Regions from separate parts of the Mus musculus genome. Here all the other regions are linked to region 2. A link is a contact called in public promoter capture Hi-C data. All regions are on one chromosome and are shown on one strand. Each heading gives the region's core, a stretch centred on a gene start, on an enhancer-like site or on the middle of the called end of the contact. The rest is flanking DNA. Distances are from core to core; before and after follow the strand shown.

What was found. Promoter capture Hi-C pulls out the DNA fragments that hold promoters and counts their contacts.
Region 1: a contact with region 2 is called in a promoter capture Hi-C map of liver, with 4 times the contacts expected there. The contact joins the promoter of Ranbp2 here to the promoter of 4930507D05Rik in region 2. A contact is called at or near these places in 2 of 39 promoter capture datasets (hippocampal neurons and liver) and 1 of 484 Hi-C or Micro-C datasets (CD4 T cells).
Region 3: a promoter capture Hi-C map of liver shows a contact between it and region 2, with 4 times the contacts expected there. The contact joins the promoter of P4ha1 here to the promoter of 4930507D05Rik in region 2. A contact is called at or near these places in 2 of 39 promoter capture datasets (liver and pre-B cells).

The regions. Positions count from the first base shown.
Region 1 is chr10:58,445,540-58,449,021 of GRCm38.p6, forward strand. It overlaps Ranbp2 (RAN binding protein 2), which reads left to right and starts at 1,313. Exons shown (of 29, transcript NM_011240.3): 1 at 1,313-1,512. The coding sequence starts at 1,441.
Region 2 is chr10:62,447,002-62,450,764 of GRCm38.p6, forward strand. It overlaps 4930507D05Rik (RIKEN cDNA 4930507D05 gene), which reads left to right and starts at 2,159. Exons shown (of 1, transcript NR_027926.1): 1 at 2,159-3,763. It overlaps Supv3l1 (suppressor of var1, 3-like 1 (S. cerevisiae)), which reads right to left and starts at 2,737. Exons shown (of 15, transcript NM_181423.3): 1 at 2,414-2,737; 2 at 695-772; 3 at 23-130. The coding sequence starts at 2,684.
Region 3 is chr10:59,321,132-59,324,612 of GRCm38.p6, forward strand. P4ha1 (procollagen-proline, 2-oxoglutarate 4-dioxygenase (proline 4-hydroxylase), alpha 1 polypeptide) reads left to right here and starts at 2,165. Exons shown (of 15, transcript NM_001316371.1): 1 at 2,165-2,345.

The sequences.
Region 1 (3,482 bases), core at 63-2,562, 4.0 Mb before region 2:
GAGACTGAAACGGCCACTCTTTGGGTAGACAAGGTAAAGTTTATTCCAAACAACAAAGGTTGTCTCTCTCAGGAAAAGCTGAGAGAAGGGAGATGGGGGAATATGTATCTGGGGAGGAGGGAAGCAAAGAGCCAGGATGCTGGCAAGGGGGCTTTGAATTGTATAACAAGTACTTGTAAGTATGGACTGGGGAGCCTGGGGGCTAGCGCAGAGCTGTAAATCCATTTCTGCCAGAGGTAAGGGAAATTACTCCTTTGGTAGATAGGAAACAGTTTCACAAGTTACTAAGGAATGCAGGCTTTTCCTAACCACTAGAAATCCTCCACAGTCCAGACTGAGTCTAAGTTAGATCCAATTTTGGAGTCAGTGGCATTTTTGGGGGATGGGTGGGGTACCCTTTGTATCTGACAATAAGGTATTTAACATCTGGAACTGCACCACTCTAACCTCTCCACTGCGGTTTTGATCAGTCTTTGCAGACAAAGGTTCTTTTCAGCAGTTGTCGTTTACGACAGTTTATTCACAATCTTGAGACTATTACTTAAAACTTTGTGTGTGTGTGTGTGTGTGTGTGTACATGAGGACGTGTGTGTGTGGGTTCTACGGGGGTCAGAACCCGGATTTAGATAGATGCCCTGGAACCGGCTGCTGAGAACTGAACTTCGGTCCTTCAGAGGACCAACAAGCACTCTTAACTGCGGAGCCATCTCTCTAGCACGAAGAGATTATTACTTTTAATATTCTAATATAATCTGTTCTGCTCATTGTTAAGTCACAAAACAGGCCCCTGAAGGCAATTGTTGCTGACAGCGTCCTAACGGCCGCCTCGATTCTTACCCAAACAGAAACCTAAAGTCATCATTTCTTAAAACCTCGTGAAGCCTGTTTCTGTTTGCCAGGAAAGCCACCACTTCCTCCTCTGCCCCTAACCGTCAACTACCCCGTGAGGTGCATCTCATCACGTAACGCTAATATTTCCACTCCGATTTATCTAAGCATAAAGACACTGTTCAACCAATATTAACCTTTATTCTGCTGAAACCGGAGGCAATGACGACGTTTGTCTCTTTAGAAGGAAATCAAGTGTTGACCAGATGCAGCACCCGAAAAGGTCGGATTTATTAGGGCACTGCCATTTTAGGTCCGCTTTGTGACGTAGCACCAGTGAAATCTATAAAGCCTTTCCCGGGGAAAGGGAGTTCGTCTCGATCGTTTGCGAAACGGTCACGTGGTCTGGAGCGCGGGCGTGGCGGGGTGACAGCGAGCAGGCGCTCCAGGCCGCAGCGCGGCGCACAGTGATGACGCGCGCCGCACGCCCTGTGCCCATCCGTTCGCGACGGAGCTGCGTCACCGGTGTTCGGCGCTCACCTCCTGGAGCCCGCAGTCGCTGTAGGCCCCAGGGCTGGTCTGCCGCTCCTGGGGAGCCTGGTCCGCGGCGCGATGAGGCGTAGCAAGGCCGACGTGGAGCGGTACATCGCCTCGGTGCAGGGCTCCGCCCCGTCGCCCCGAGAGGTAAGCGGGTCTGGTCCGGTGGCGGTGGCGCCGGTGTCATGGCTCCCGGCGGCCTCGGCTCCCCGCTGGAGTGGAGGCGGTCGCGGGCGGCGTGGCGCTGCTGAGCACCGGAGGCGTGGGGACTGCGGCCGCCAGCGTTTCCTCTTCATGGCTATCCGCGGGCCCACTCGGGCCTGGCTTCTTCGGCCTCCGCTCCGTAGGCCGTCGTGGGGCGCTCTGCGGGGTTCGCCCGCCCGCCCGCCCGGCGTCGTCGGTCTCCCGGATAGCTAGGCCCTGTCACGGCTGCCGTGTCTCGGGGGGAGGCTGACACCGCGCGGCGGTGGGCTTGCACGGTTGTGTGGGTGGCTCCACGGACGAAGCAGGGCGGGAAGGAAGGGCGCGTCAGCATAAACGACACGGAAGGCCCATAATTTAAGTCTTCTAGTGCTGTGCCCCGCTTCCCCAAACCCCTTTTGGAGGCTGCTAGTCGGAATTCCTTCTAGGCGGTAGTTGCAATACCTTAACATTTCTAACGTTATTTCGCAACGTGTTTTGTGTGTGTGTGTGTGTGTGTGTGTGTTTAAGATCATTAACGTTGTGTTTATTTTGGGTTCTTAAAGAGTGTTGGCCGGTGGAGAGAGATGTACAGAGGCTCTACAGTCAGTTATTTTTTGGGCGGGGGAGGGGTGTGTTGAACAATCAAGTTCTACCATTGGTAAACTAACTTGGTACAGTATAGACTCTTCATCAGTAAACGGCATTTTGACCTTGTTAGTGTTATTTAGTGTTACCGAGGATGATTCGTGTTAACATTTAGGGCAGACTTTGAGATACAAAGAGTCAGAGGGCTTCAATTTTTGTTTACAAACGCCCAATTCAGTTGTGTATATATATATATATATATATATATATATATATATATATTTTACATTCTGTCTCTGAGGGTTTTATGGTCATCTATATAAACCAAAGTTCATGAACATACAAGTCAAATGGCATAATTTTTGTTGTTGTTGTTGTTGTTACTTAAAGTCTCTTCTTTAGATGGCTTCTGCAGGTTAAATAATCCAGTCCAGCAAATCTACAACCCCTCCCCCAAAGCGATTTTAAAAGTCTCAAGTTCATTTAGTGCTGGTATGCCCAAAGTGGGAAATTTTACACCCAGTTTCCTCTGATGGATCAAAATCAGAATGCCATGGTACAAGAGTTATATGAAAGTGCTTTTGGGTTTCTGTCTATAAGGTGTACATTTTAGATAAATGTGTTTATATTAGATTTAGGATTTGTTACCAGGATATCTAACATGCTTGAAGATATTTAAAAATCTAAAAAAACAAGACCCTGAAATCTAAAAATGCCAAGCATTTCAGATAAAGCATACTAAAGTATCTAATACTATTGTATTAATTGTATGTAAATGTGTAAATGGTTGTTAAATTATGTTAGGAACCATTTCAAAGTCTCTACATATTCAAATATGACTTTTGAGTTGTTTTTCTTTGTTTTGAGACAGAGTTTCTATTATGTTCTGGAACTCACTGTGTAGATCAGGCTGGCCTCAAACTCACAGAGATCCACCTGCCTCTTCTTCCCAAGTTCTGGGATTGAAGGTGTGTGCCACCACATCCTGCTACTATTTTTTTTTTAATATTTATCGAAGGTTGGTTGGGTTGGTTATATTGATTTGGATAGTATGACAACTATAAGACATTTTTTGTTTTAACTAGTTCCATTGTTCAATTTTTTTTTTTTTTTTTCTTTTTGGACAGGGTTTCTCTGTATAGCTCTGGCTGTCCTGGAACTCATTTTGTAGACCAGGCTGGCCTCAAACTCAGAAATCCGCCGCCTGCCTCTGCCTCTGCCTCCCAAGTGCTGGGATTAAACGTGTACGCCATCATGTCCAGCTCAGTCATAATTCTTATTTCCAATTTTTTTTGTATTTTTAAAAAAGATGATGCTAAACGCGTTCTATTAAGAAATAATGCCACAGG
Region 2 (3,763 bases), core at 909-3,408:
TAAAAGCTCTCTAAGCACTTGCCTGCACTGAAGCAGATATCATTCAGGACAATGTGAATGTCCACGTCCAGAGAATGGGATTGCATAATGTAATTCCTGAAGCTTATGAAAGCCTGGTGGAAGAGACGAGCTGTGGAAAACATAAAACCAAAGCATACAAGGCTTAGTCTTTACTTAGCTCTCACTGTCAAGTATACAAATGCCACAGCAAACCCCAGCCCCTATCAGCGTTTTGGTAGCACAGCTGGCTTTTCACAAGCTGAGCTAAAACTGAAACTACACAGGACAGACACTAAGGCAGGCTGAACACGCACTCCTGTACTGTGGAGTCTGGCTGGCAAGCTGGGCTTGTGAGTCCCCCAGAAGACAAGGAGAGGGACTTTTCTTCAGACTATAATACACATAACAAAGTACAATGCAAAATGTGACAGTTCTATGAAGATGTTACTGGCAGAGATGCAGAGAGAACTCTGTGGTTAAGAACAGTGGCTGCTCTTCCATGGAAACCAAGCTTGATTCTCAGCATCCGAATGGTGGCTCACAGGCATCTCTAACTCCAATTCCAGAGCATCTAATACTCTCTGTCATGGGCACTGCACAAAAGTAGCTATGGACATACATGTAGGAAAAATACTCACACACATAAATTGATAAAAACTGTTCAAAATAACTCTCAAAAAATTGTCAGCCTTACCATCAAGTCCATAGTCAGCACTCAGCTTTTGAATTTCTTGCCTCTTATAAAACTTGTCTAAGATCTTCTTTACTTCATCTAAAAAAGAAATATAAGTTTTTTTAAAGATTTATTTATTTATTTATTTTATGCATGAGTACACCACCATTGGTCTCTTTAGATACACCAGACCCCATTACAGATGGTTGTGAGCCACCATGTGGTTGCTGGGAATTGAATTCAGGACCTGAAGAGTAGTGAGTGCTCTTGTAAGCCATCTCTCCAGACCCTATAAAAGATTTTTTTTTAACAATTGTTTACCAATTTAGACAAATCTACAACAAAAGGAATTTGAAGTCATAATACTAAAGGCCGGGGCCTCAGGAATGCTTTGAGAGTGTGAAGCTTTGGGCTACTGTGCAATGGAGTAAGAAAAATGACAAGAGTACAGCAATGCACCATCCCTGACAGACCACAGACACACAAGGAGAGAGCCAGTCCCCCTCCCCCCACCCCCACAGAGTCACCATCAAACCTCCCCTTGTGCCCAAAGCTCTTCTTGAGTAACCAAGAAAAGGCAAGTCCTGCTATGAGAGGCAGATGTAATTCACTACTAAGAGCAGTGTTAGCAACGGTAGCCTGTGCAGTAATTAATGACAATCCCCAGTCTGAGAACAGCTCGAGCTTATCTTGAGGAGGGAAAAAGTAGAGGGAAAGGAAGGGGAAGAGGAGGAGTACTACCTTGTTAGTTGATTTCACAGTACTGGGAAATGACCCCACGGCACTGCGTGCTTGGCAAGGCATATATCCCAGGGTTATATCTTCAAGCACATTAAAAAAGAACACTCTGCTGCCTGGAGGTGCAGGTAGCCCAGGCCTTTGATCCAGGGACTCGGCAGGCAGACACAGGCCTATCTCTGTGAGTCTGAGGCCAGCCTGGTCTACAGAGCACATTCCAGGACAGCCAAAGCCACACAGAGAAACCTTGTTTAATTTTTTTATTTTGAAATAGGACCTCTCTTAAGTTTTCCAAGCCTGTTTTGAACTCATTCTGTAGCCCAGGCTGGTATTGAACTTGCCATCCTCTGCCTCTGACTCCCAACATGAAGCCTATATTTTAAAGTCACAATAGGAAGCATCAATATTGCTTGTTGAAGAGCCAGGAAGACAGCTTGTGCCTAAAAGAAATGTGGTTTTCTTTCAGTCTCTAAGAATGTCATTTGGTGAAAAGAAACCTTTCACCCTCCCATTGTCAAGCTCACCCAAATGCAGGTAGGACAAAACTCACTTCAACCCAGTGATGCTAAAGGTTTTTTTTTTATTCATCTCTGGAACCTGGGACGATACTACTTTTTGGCAAAGACAGTTTTATCAACTTTTATCTTGTATTTAAATTCAGGTCTGTCTCGTGGGAGAGTAAATTTATTGAGAAATCCGGATCTGAGACCCGTTGTCTTGGCAACCAGATGGAATTTTAACATCGTTAGACATCCACATCAGGTCAATGGCAAGTCCTCACTGTTTAATCCCTCCATGAGGACTCTAGGAGCACAAGCGGCGCACCACTTAGGGACAAAACTCTTAACCTCCTCGACCGAAGAGAACGGTCAATGTCAACTACAGAAGAGACTAAATATGACTTAGGCTCGGGTGCTAAGGGCTCCAAAAAGGAACAGACATTGCACTATGTAGGCCCAGGCTGCAGACCCTGCCGCTCTGCCGGGAGGCTCCAGCACTCACTCTTGTCTAGAGGCCGAGTGAGCTCCGCGCCCACGTCGCCATCGGCGCTGGGACCCTGAGGCTTCACCGTCAGCGGCACGAACAAGGACGTGTTCGGGGCTTTGGAGCCACCAGAGGCAGAGGAGGAGGCGGCCAAGCAGGGAACGCGTCCTGAAGCCCCCGGGAACGACCCCACGAGAGCGCGAAGGGCGGAGCAAGGGGCCGCCCGGGGCCCAGCCCCGCGCCCCGCCGGGAGCCGAGCCCACAGCAAGGTACACCGAGGCAAGGACATTGAGGCCGCGGCTCGAATGGAGCCGGGGAAAATCCGGACCACTGGCGCCGCTCGGTGACGTAGCTCCGGCGCCCGCGGAGCGAAAGGACCCAGAGAGACACAGGGCTGCCCCCGCGTGCGCCTGAAGGAAAAGGAGATGGAAGGGTTGGGAGCGCGCCTCTTCGTGGGAGCACGACCTCTGTACGTTACAGTGGCAGAAACGAGCTCCCATCCTCTCACTCTTTCTGCGGCAATTGGCAGCGTCTTTCTCGAAAGAAGGGAAAGTAATCAGGCATCTTAAGGGATGTTACAGATGCGCGGAAGGGAACCGTACAAGCGTCGTCATGTGACCAAACTGTCTATCCTGCATCATGTGGCTTCAAACGCTAAAGTGCATTTCCAAGAAGATTGGTGCATTAATATCCGTAGTTTCCTGATAGGATAACGTTAGAGGACGTAGCTTGATCTGCTACAGATCAAGACGGGTTGCAGAGAAATCCGGTTGTACGATAACTGGCGCTTACGTGACACGTGTGTCAATACACGTGCTTCTCTCCTTGGTGCTAGGGCTCCATGTAGGGGCCATGAGCAAGCTAGGCATGTGCTCCACCATGAGCTGCAGAATTCAGTTAACGTGAGCAGTTTGTACTCCTCGCATCTCGAAAGTTATAACCACAAAGTATGCTCTGTGTACCTGGTTAAAGTTTGATCTTACTCCTATCTACTACAGCACTCGGTCCCACCCGAGTTGTAAGGAAAGAGGTGCCTCTGTTCGTTCCGTCTGGGCGTGACCATTCAGTTCTTGGCCGGCCAAACACTAGGAGGGAAGCCATGTGTGGCGACGTTCCCTCAGTCCTCTGCCGAGAGGTCCCCAACACCATCTAGTTTCTGAGTTCAGGAGCCGTTCGGTTTTTAGAAAATTGGACCCAGTAACAACTTCGTTCGTTCGGTGTCTGGTGGTCCTCATTCCAACCCGCGCCATCGGTCAATCCTCTGTCTCTATCCCTTCTTGACAAGTTTTCTGATTTCAGAAAATGAGTTGCGGGATATGGCTTCGGAGTCAAAGCTCTAAAACCATCTGGTGCTAAGTCAAAACCCTC
Region 3 (3,481 bases), core at 915-3,414, 3.1 Mb before region 2:
TTATTTATTTATTTATTTATAGACTCTAGAATGAGCACACATTCACATAACTAAGAGGTTTGAGGTCTGCTCTTGCACCTTACTCTCATAATCTTGGGAGAGCCAACTCAATGGGTGGGAAGAGTATTCTTGGATGCTTGGGACAGCTGGCAACAACCTAACCACAGATAGAAGAGACTCTAGGCTACAAAAATAAATCTTACTAAATTCAAACCAAATGTAACCCCAGTTCAATTTTAGCAAAAGATTTTAAATGCCTGCCAGCGACTCCAACACCTTCAGTCAAGAGGAAGTACGGCAGAGGGAGAGTTCCGGGGGTGAACAAGAACTGCAACACTGTCTTACTTTTACAAAGTTCATAAGAGCATATGGTCATGTAGACATATTGCTAAGACCCCTCCAAGGATCTTAGAAGGGGGTGCTGGCAATTCTGATTCCTGACACTGAAGCTTCACTGACTTCAGGTCTGGAGACATCCTTTGGTCCGTGACTCATAAAACATATTAAGGATTAAAGGAGATTTTTATATGGGTCATATCTGGCAGGATTTACTGTAGTGAGAGGTTAAAAAAATATATAAAATAGCTTTATTTGTGCATTTTAAAACAACTATATTACAAGTTAGCAGAAAAACATTTTTAATAAAAACATCTTAAGAGTATTAGTGGGGTGGCTGTGTGGTTTTTTGCTTTTTTTGTTTTTCTTCTGTAAATTCTCTTACTAGTGGCCTGGTTGGGATATGCCTCACACTTAAACCATGACAAAGGAGCAGAAGTCTCTGGAAAATCCAACTGTGTTGTCATTATAGCAAAAGAATCGAAATCGTCCTACAAAAACATTTTTGGCTCTACTGCTCCTGACTAGACCCACAGAGCCACACTTTTAGAAACCATTGCTTTCAGACGCCTGAAGCTCTTTGTCTCTCTGTCCCAGATAAGTGCCAATCAGTTCCATACTTTAGCAAGCAAGGAAAACTTTACAGTTTTAAACGAGTAACAAATGTTAGAAAAGTCTTTCTTTCCCTGACAGGAAGTAAATTATCTCTGGCATTGTCCTTATTGCCAGTAACTAAGGTTCTCTTCTTTTAGATCAAGACTAAACTCAAACACAGTTCGTGCCTTATATAGTGTGCTCAGTAGTATTTTTTTAAAGATTTAATTTTATTCATTTTAACTATACGTATGTGTCTTGTGTGGTTAAATACCGGTGTTCTTGGAAGCCCAGAGTTGTTGATCTGCCCGACCTGGGGTTTCAGGATGTTGTGAGCCACCACCCAGCACGGTGCTGGGAACTGAAATCTTAGCTGTGTGTGCCACATCTCCAGACTTACTGTTGTTGATGCTTGTTTCTGTGCTGGTTTGTTTGAGGCTAGGTAATAAAGTCTAAGGCCTTTTTTTTCCATGTTAGGTAAATGCTCAAAACCCAACATCCTGGTACACCCCCTCCCCAGCCCCATTATATGTTTCCATGCTCTTCCTGAATCCTAGGCATGTGCTAAGTAAGTGCTTTTTCATTCATTGTCTCATTGTTTCTCACAGCAAGCCTAGGGCCTAGGGAACAGATAATATTGTATTCCTTCTTTGCAGATGTAGCACCCAAGATACAGGGAAGTTAAAATCTAACTTTATACAGAGTGGGTTAGGATTTAACCTCAGATGACACTCAATTGTCATCTATTATTCACCCATAAAGTATGCGGGTGGGAGATTAAGCGAAATCCTCGTGTTCAAAAGTGTAAAAAAGACGCTTATTAAAGCAAAAACCCCTGTGGGCCAAGCCAGCCCCGACAGTCACCCCGGATACACCGTCTTGTTTCCCACTCCACACCTCCACTTTATTTCCTAAATTCTTATAAACTTCTCCTAATTTTGCACAACTGTCCTTCCTGATGGCTTCGATGGCTCTGAGACCCGCCGCTGACCCTGAAATGAAGGCGCTAAATCCTACAGGAACCCGGGCGGGGGTGGTGGTGGAAGCCCCATGGTAACCACGGGAACGGTGGCGTGGCAGGAGCTCTGCGCAGGCGCACTGCGTCCTCGCGTGGGCCAGCCTAGGCTTGGAACACCCCGGGCCTGGGCGACTCCCGGGTGGGTGGGAGGCTCGCCGCAAGCGCCTGCGCAGTGGCGCGGGAGCTGGTGTGACAGAGCGCACGTAGCGAGGGCTGCGGCCGCCCCCTCTCCGGCGCGCCGGCGCGGCAGGGGAATATAAAAGGGACGCCTGGCTCCCTCTACTGCCCAGTCGCACTGCCAGCAGGCTGAGGGCGGCAGGGAGCTAGCTAGCGGGGACTGCAGGCGACAGGACTGACCCGAGCCGAGCTGTCGCCTTCCTCCCGGCCCGCTATCCAGGTGAGGCGCTCCTCCGATCTTGGAGACGGATGCGGGGTCCCCGCGGGCAGCCGGGGTCCCTTCGCTCTGGAGTGGGGCTCAGCCCTTCTCACAGCCGCCCCCGGGTCTCCCCGAGAGGACCCGGCCCCGCACCCCCGAAGTCAGGCCGCCCCGGCGCTCTCCCAGCTTCCCTCGCCGTCCCCCCACCCCCGTCCTGCCTCTGGCCGGAGCGGCAGCAGCGGCTTGCGCCCCGCCCCAGCACTAGGACCTTCTTGAATGTTCCATCCCGGGCAGCCAGCCTCCCTGATGACTTGTGCAGCGGTACCTCGTCCGCCCCACTAAGCCGGGGGAAGGCGAGGGCGGACGGGCGGGGGTCTGGGCCGCCCGAGCCGCAGATGGTTAGCATGTGGCAGTGGAGAAAGCAGGCAGCGCTTGCAGCCGGGGGCTGAGTCTCTCCGTTTCGATCGCTCTTCTTCTCTTTTTCCTTTTCACTTTTGGAAAGTAAAGCTGGGAAGTGGGACCTACTCAGAAGTTAGGACTGAACTTGTCTGTTGCGCTTCTCGGCGTTGTCTCAGCAAGTAGACATAGCCCGGGGCGCCGAGTTTAGCTGAGAAGTTGCTGTCATTCACAGTTGGGGAAGCTGGCTTCTTCCTTCCTCTTCATCCCAGTGAATCACTTAAGGACACACGCGTCTGTCTCTGTATTTCTCTCTCCCTCTGCTCCTTCTTTCCTCCTGGTTTCCAATCTTGCCCACCTCCTCTGGTTCAGCTCACCCTGATGATCCCCTTTCCCTTTTCGTCTTTCACGCTCCCCTCCTCTTGCAGGGTCAACAAGTCAGTCCATTTTGGCCAAACCTTCTATGGTTGTGTGAGACTTTTAAACTGAATTTTGTGATTGACCCCAGATGGATGTTCAGTGTGGGGAAGGATGGTACGGTTAAATACGAGGTTGTTTCTCCTAGAGAGTGGGAATTTGGTACAAAGGCAGGCTTTCGGACTTAACATCTTCAGCTGACCATCCAAAATGAGGACTCTTGGGGTATTGCACCGTGGTTTATAGGGAAGAGCCTCCACAGAAAGGGATAGACAAGCTCCTGGGTTCTCTTTTAGGAAATGATTTTTTTTTTTTTTTTAATTAAAAGGAACCTGCCAGGTTCG